Linked DNA regions of Columba livia: region 2 is linked to region 1. A link is a contact called in public Hi-C data. All regions are on one chromosome and are shown on one strand. Each heading gives the region's core, a stretch centred on a gene start, on an enhancer-like site or on the middle of the called end of the contact. The rest is flanking DNA. Distances are from core to core; before and after follow the strand shown.

Evidence for each region. Hi-C and Micro-C count contacts between places; a contact is called where the count stands out from the background.
Region 2: a contact with region 1 is called in a Hi-C map of liver, with 4 times the contacts expected there. The contact joins the promoter of EHMT1 here to the enhancer-like site in region 1. A contact is called at or near these places in 2 of 2 Hi-C or Micro-C datasets (crop and liver).

Annotation. Positions count from the first base shown.
Region 1 is chr19:9,081,887-9,085,982 of bColLiv1.pat.W.v2, forward strand. EHMT1 (euchromatic histone lysine methyltransferase 1) reads right to left here. Exons shown (of 28, transcript XM_065036005.1): 12 at 1,640-1,783; 13 at 1-153. Among named protein-coding and RNA genes, the nearest start is that of CACNA1B, 53 kb to the left of the region's middle. Within about 2 kb of position 1,720, at least 1 of the 3 cell types and tissues checked has an H3K27ac peak away from gene starts, as active enhancers do.
Region 2 is chr19:9,167,119-9,170,695 of bColLiv1.pat.W.v2, forward strand. EHMT1 (euchromatic histone lysine methyltransferase 1) reads right to left here and starts at 2,284. Exons shown (of 28, transcript XM_065036005.1): 1 at 2,207-2,284. The coding sequence starts at 2,227.

The DNA of each region.
Region 1 (4,096 bases), core at 470-2,969:
GGTCGTGTCAGCTTTTGCTATTGTCACCTCCTTGGCCTTGGAGGCGTCTTCCCCGCAGTGTGGGCAGTAGCTCATGTCGTTGACCTGGGAGGCACAGTTCTTGTGGAAACGGTGGGAGATGCTGCTCTCGGGCTGACACTCCATGAAAGTGCCCTAAAGAAACCACAGAGGAGAAGTTCACACCTCGGTCACCACGTGCCTCACCCTTGCACATGCTCCATCCGCAGATCTCCCAAATACTTCATTCAGCACCACTCTTGTCCCTGGCGCTTCCAATACAGTAAGCGAGCACTGCCACTTCTTTAGAAGAGAACAAAACCAAGGTCACGGGAAAAAAACTCACTTGGTTAGGGACTGCAAAGCAAGTTTTTTAATTGCATTTGGGAAACAAAACCAATAAGTCCCAATTTTCAGCTCTTTCCTCGAACACGTGAAGTTCTTACATTTCCAGAAGTGCCAGTGTACTGTAAGGACGCCCTCAAAACTGGAAGAGAAAACTTCAGACCCGTGTACCGGCATTGAGACTACCTAACCAAGCTGTGCACAAATATTCAAGGACCAAACCCCAATATAACCTAAAGCATGAGACTTTTCTGCTTGGACCAGCCCCGTATGCTGTTTAACCCAAATAATGTGGCCGACTGCTCATTCAGACTGGGGCAACTCTTAAAATTCTTTTCCCTTTCTGGCAAAGTCCTCCGAACTGAACTGAGGGTACCCCAGAATTGGCTGCCCTGTGATATCAGTGCTACCTGAAGCCCTGCTGCGCTCTGTGTTGTTAGTGACGGACAAACACTCCCAGCTTCACCTGCGTGAACTATGAGATGTCGCTCAGAGATCCAAGAGCGTGTAAGGAAAGGTCAGTTAAAACCCACTCTTCTTAATTCATGGTCCTCCCAAGCAATCTGATCAACTCTATTTCAGCCTTCATGGGTTTTGAGGATTTTATCTTTTAAATGATCTTTGACTCAGCAGGAAAACCCAGGATGGCTCCATTTATTACACTTATAATAATGCTTGAAACTACCGTAGCATCTTTCATTGACAAACACTTGCATCAGACAATTAAGCCTCCCCATCACCCTGTGAGGCCCTCGACTGGTGTTTTTCAGCTTTACCAGGATGCTGACAACTTAAAGGACCGAACCACGCTATTAAAATCCTCGGTGGCAGAGGTGGAAGAAGCAGCAGCAGATCTCCAACACTGCCTGTCCCAGCACCATCACTCAGGTTCCCCATCTAAACCCTCATCAGCAGGCGGGGACAGAACCACTCTTGTGCACACAGATTCATTTACAAACCCAGGTAATACATTTTTTGATGTGATTCATATGCCCAGAGAAACAAAAAAAAACCAATCACCCTCATTCCAAAGAAATCCCTAAGGGAAGACTTCCTTTGTGTGCAATCCCGGTGAAAACCCTTCAGTAACACCCCTTGGGGTCTCCAGGATGGTAAAGGTGACAATGGCAGCTACCCTCACACACATTCCTGTTGAAAACACCACCTGACGTGCTGTGGAATGAGGTGGAGCTGATGCCAGGCAGCCAGTAAACCCCTTTAGGTACCATCTCCACCGTCAGCTCTTCCAGCTCCTGCGACAGGTCCCCCCTTCCCTAGATTGAGAGCAGGGACTTACTGCAGTGCAAAAGTATCCACAGCCAGGGCAACACTGGTGTTTCACCATCCTCCCTCTATGGTCCTCACACAGCACCAAAAGCTGGACTTTGTTAGACGGGCGCATCAGTTCATACTTAACCACACTGTTTGTGCATCGGCCCAGCTGGAATAGGAGAAATTAAAGGAAATGAAATTACTGGAGACCAAGAACACTCTCTGTGCTTGTGCGGAGGACGATTTCTTTTGCACACTGCCTCGATGAGCCCTGGTTTTGTCACAGTAATTCAGACGCGTGCCAGATAGCATTAGCGGTGCGGCAGGAAGCTGTGAAAGCTGCTCTTTCAGGAAGAAACGTATCCTTTACTAACTAGCATGCATGGGGACCCTGAGTTGCTTGTAACTGGAAACAGGCAGCAGCCAAGCAGCGGCAGCAGGGGCAGTCCCAGGGGCCTGACTCACACAACACACGCTCGCCTTTTGCCAGGAAGAGCGGGTGGTGGTGACCAAGAGAACAAGACCATACGCACTAAATCTTGTTACTGTTCAGAAGTATAAGTCACAGGAAGATAAAGCGAAAAATAATTGCTCTTCGCTGCCAGCAAAGTTATCGTCTGTACTGGTTCCAGCACTGGCCCCTGCCCAGACCACAGCAATGAACAGGCAGGCGTTCACGAGAGCTCGCCTAAAGTCATATTTTGAGTATGTTTTCCGAAGGACTTCACCAATGTACAGCTCTGGGCTTAAAAAGCTGCCTCCTCGTGCACCACCTTGCTGTTCTCTGTTAATGACAGCAGGCTCCATAATTTGGGTTCGCTTTTCCCCAGTGAGCGTTACAAAGATCACGTTGATGACATTTTCACATCTCAGCTGCCACCTGCGAGCATGATGTGACGCTCTTTGGGTTCCTTTAGCTGCTCTTGATCATAACCTTGGCTCTCCCCAGGTGCTTGGAAAAGGACAATTGTAATCCAGAAATATAAACATGAAAGGCTGCTACAAGGAAACATCCCTACTGAAATCTGTGCCTGGTTTACTGCGCGCTGCCGCCACGAGCAGGAGTCAGGAGCGCGGAGCCTGCTCGTCGCCCACCGACTGTCCCTCTGGGCTAGCGGAGGTTTGCTTTGCTGCTTTTCCTCAACAAAACTAGACTTCCTCTCTAATTCTGTTTAACTCCACTTCTCCTGCAGAATCAACACCCCTACAGCAAAAGAGAATGGATTTGAACCTGGGCTCATCGTCTCTGATCCAACTTACCCAAATTCCAGCTGCAAAGTCTACCTGTGGCTGTGACACTGGTGACACACAGAGCCCAGGGGCTGCGGGGGTGGCAGGAGGGGACCATCGACTTGACTTTACTTATGAGCTAAGGAAATGTGATTAACACTTGAAAAGCTGCACTGTCCAGGTGAAGAAGTCCCTGCATTATTATGTCACACTATATTATTTGTTAGAAACTCTAAAAAAAGTATGAAATGAGTAACTGCTAATTTCCAACCATTAGAGAGTGCAGCGGGGTGCTCATAATTATTTATAACATTCTCTGAGGACAAGACAGTCTGAAGAAGCCACTATTCACACATATAATATTCTTACAACACCTATGAGTCACTTATCCTATTACGAAAAGGAATCTAGCAGAAAGCGTGGCCTTTGCTATCCCTCTCTCTGATTTATCCAGGGACAGAACTATCAAGCCACCATGTACACCAGAAGAAACTCTTTCATATACCTTTTGTTTACTTAGAAATCCTGGGGTCCCCCTCTCTCCTATAAGTCTCTAGGGCATTCTCTCTTCAATGAATTGATTTTGCCACGCTTTGGAAATTCCCTTCTGTACAGGTACCAGCATGTACGAACAGAAGCAGAGATGGGCTGCAAATCTGATTATCCCTGTCTCCCTCCATCCACCCTTCTCCTGTGATCCTACAGAACTAGGGATGTTTTCACTCCTTGTCCTAGTCCCAGTATCAGCACACTGCAGTGTGACCACAGCTCAGATTATAGAAGAAATCCAAATGCAAAAGGAGGATCAACTGAGCGTGTTCCTGTCCTGCAGCCTCACTTCCCAGACTGGGAGGGAGTCACTCCTGCCACTTCCACCCTTCTGGAACTAGCAGAGCCCAACTTGCTCAGCTGTGACGGACTGAAAGGCACCGAGTGCCATCACAAGGGGTAATGGGTACAAACTGGAACACAGGAGGTTCCACTTAAATATGAGAAGAAACTTGTTCCTGGTGAGGGTGGCAGAGCCTGGCCCAGGCTGCCCAGGGAGGTTGTGGAGTCTCCTTCTCTGCAGACATTCCAACCCGCCTGGACACCTTCCTGTGTAACCTCATCTGGGTGTTCCTGCTCCATGGGGGGATTGCACTGGATGAGCTTTCCAGGGCCCTTCAACCCCTGACATCCTGGGGTTCTGTGAGTTTCAGTGAGCCAGACCTGGGGGCTGCACAGGGTTGCCAAGACAGAGGAAGATTTG
Region 2 (3,577 bases), core at 1,034-3,533, 86 kb after region 1:
CAGACTCTTCCAACCCGCCCGGCTCTTTGCTCAGAGCAAATACCTCCTCCCAGGAACACACCTCTGCACCTCTCTTGACCAAGTGAAATAATCTCTCCTTTCTGCTCCACCTTGCACAGGGCAGAACACCACGGTTTGTGGGGTGTTAGTTCTCGCTTTGCCCCACCAGCGCTGGGGAAGCAAAGAGCATCTCCTCCAGTCTCCAAATTCCAGCCTGATTTACACCAACTTCCTCCCCTCAGCCTCAGAGGGGTGTAAGCAAAGGCAGATCCGGCCTCAGATTTAACAATTTATGGGGGAGGGGAGGAATTAAACTCTAAATGAGTCACTGTTCCCTCCCCATAATCCACAGCAACATCTGTGGCTATTCAGCCTGATTTGAAGAGCAATGATTCTTAATGCTCTGCATGCAGAGCAGCCCCAGCCAGGAGATGCTTCCCAAAATAAAAGGTGTTAAGTAGTGTTAAGACAAACCTGTACACTGAGAGTTGATGAGTTATGAGCCAACTCCTGCCCCGGTCACAGCCACACCATCCTCACAGAAAGCACGGAAGGACCAAGGCAAAACTGGACCATGGAGTCACAGAAGCATCTGAGGGCTCATTCCTCTATCACACGGCAAGATTAACACCTGATCCTCTTCCAAAGGGAACAGCGGCAGGACCAGGCCTTGAGACGCAGTTGTGACGGGACAGCAAGCATAAGTAAAGCCTTGGACAAAATACCCAATGGGAATCCTACCTGAGTAATAAATCCAAGCTGTCTTTGCCACACTTTACAAAGTATTGCTGTTGCCGCGCTACAAACTTCACCCCAGGCAGGGCAGCAGTTCCCTGTGACAGCAGAACCCTCTGAGCACGGTATCGCTCACAAAGCTGCAGCAAGAGGCGTAACCGAGCTGTTCTGAGACACTGAGCGGTACCTGTACGTGCTGCAGTGACGGAGCATCCGCGCACCCAGCTCTGATCCAGTTTGTGTGCCAATACACCTGTGTTACTGCCCCGTGGCTCTCTGTGCATGGGAAGGCTCAGCAGCTGCAATCTGTACCTGGGGGCAAAGGCTTATGGAAAGAGTTTACATACTCCAACAAAACCAGGGAAAAAGTTTCAGCCCGGCATAAAGAAACACCACAAACTCAACAGGTATTGGAGCCCCGTGTGCCACTCGTGTAACTTGATGGGGTAGTCGAGCTGTGTGTTGTTTTCTTCGGGGACGCTTAGTGATGTGGCTAATTACAGCTAATTGTCATTATGTGCCCAACTTCATTTTCCCTGAGGATTTTGGATGCAATTCTGGTATTTCCTCAAACCTTGAGCATTTCAACTCGCTACAGCGATAACAGCAATAAACCAGAGCACATCGCAGCCTTCCCGTCACCCTCCGAGGAGGGAGAATGTATTCTTTTCACCGAGGGGAGGCCAAGGGGGATCCAGCCCCGGCTCGGCGCGGGGAAGCGAGCCCGCTCGGCCTCTGAGGAAACTTGGGAGAGTTTTCTGAGGAAGAACTCCGAGTTCTGCTCTCCCAAGGAAACTCCGCCACCTCCCGCCTCCCCGACAGCCGGCGGTTCCGGCCCGCCGGCCGGCACAGGGCTCCCCGCCCGCGGGGCCGCCGGGCGCTCCGGGCAGCGCTGCGGGCCCGGCCGCCTCCAGGCTCCCCGCGGCGGGGCCGGGGCTGCTCCCGGGGCCGGGGGCGGGCTGGGGGCCGGGCCGGGGCCGCCGCGCTGCCCGGGGCCCTGCATGGCTCATGCCTGCCCCCGCACGGCTGCCGTGCGCGCCGCCCGGGAACCTGCATGGCTCATAGCGGGGCCCGGCCGCCGCCGCGCCCGCCCGGCCCTGGACTCTGGATGGGGCCGCGCCGGCGCCGCGCCGCATGGGGGGAAACCCCGGAACATGGATGGCGCTCCCCCCGCCTCCGGCACACGCACTGGCTCCCATTGGGGGGGGAACCCCGAAACCTGTATGGCCCATACCACTGACTCACCGTGGAGGGGTGTTACTTATACAGAGTCCCGGGCCCCCCTACACACAATGGCAGCAGCTCCCACATTCTTCCCCTCAGAGGAGTTGGACTGAACCATGGGGCGGCGGGGGCACGGCCCCCCTCCCGGCCTCCGACAGAACCCGCCTGGCCCTGGGCGATACCACTCCACGCTCCCCCATCTTCCTTCCCCCCGCCCGGGCAGATGGACGCCGCCGCTCTCACTCACCTCGGCATCCACTGTGGCCATGGCCGGAGCCCCGGAGCGTAGCCCCGCCCCCTCGGCGGCTCCTCACGCCTTGGCTCCGCCCCTTTCCCCTCATTCTTCTCAATGGAGACGCTCCGCCGGCCACTGCGCATGCGTGCGGCAGCATGGCGGCCCCCACGGGGCACCTCTAGCCGTACGGCATCATGGCGGCGCCCGTCCGGAGGCGGCCGTACAGCTGGGATGGTGATGGGGTGACACGGGGACAGAGTACATGGACACCCCCTGACCACAGACCCTTCGCTATTTGTACCAAGAGCCCCCAAGGCGGCAGCTTTGGACCCTCACCCCATTGGATTTATCCCACCAGCCATAGCAGCAGCTCAGCTGTGTGAGGGGAATGAGCACCAGTCGTTTCTAATTGAGTAGATAATGAGTTTCCCAAACCGTACCCTGTGACAACAGCACCCAGCAGCAGCACTCTTCCACAAACCTAAACAAAATGCGTGCAAGAAGATCCTGGAAAAAGTCAAAGAATCCCTCTGTCCTCCTGTCAAAAAAACTTACTTTAAACTTTAAAAATCATCTTTTGTAGCTTCTCCCACTTTTCTGTTATTTTCAGCCTAGTGCACACAAGGTCTCAGGTGTCTGTCTCAGCTAAAGCCAGGGCTGGACGGGCTGGGGGAGCAGCAGCGGCTCCCCCCGTCCTGGCCCAAGGGTCCCACAATAGCCGCTTTCACCCTCCCAAACCCCAAAGGGCCCCTCCTAATGCCCAGGCCCATAAATCCATGATTGCAAAACAATTAGCTCTTTTACAGCTCTGCAGTAAAGCAGAAGATACCGCAAGGGGGGTGATAAACACCTCCAAGGGCTCCTCAGCCCCACAGCCCCTGCCACCTGGGGAATCACACCAGACACTGCTGCACCCGCCTCCCCGGGCAGGGGAGTGTGTGTCTTGGGAGGAAACAGGAGCCCTGATGTCAATTTACACATTTATTATCGTCTCCCCCCAGGAACACCTTCCCTCCCGTGGCTCCTGCAGCCCCACACAGCCTCCTGGCTCCTCTCTGCGGGCAGATGGACACACGGCTTTGTTTGCTTTGCAGTCAGACTCTTGCTCTGAGTCATCAGAGGCCACGGGCACCACCTGCTCCCGGGGACGTGCTCCACAAACCCTGGTCTGCTGTTGGGGTTACCACCATGCCTGTCCCGGCACCCTCGCAGTGCAGGCGCCCCATCCCCAGCACAGCTTCGTTAGCACCCACAGGGCTGCCACTGCAGCACAAGGTGCGTTCAGTGAAACCAGGAGGATTCGGGGTGGTGGGGCACAGGAGGGAGGAGCAGTGCCAACAAAAACCCAGGGAACTCAAGATTTAGCCTAAGTTTTTAATCATA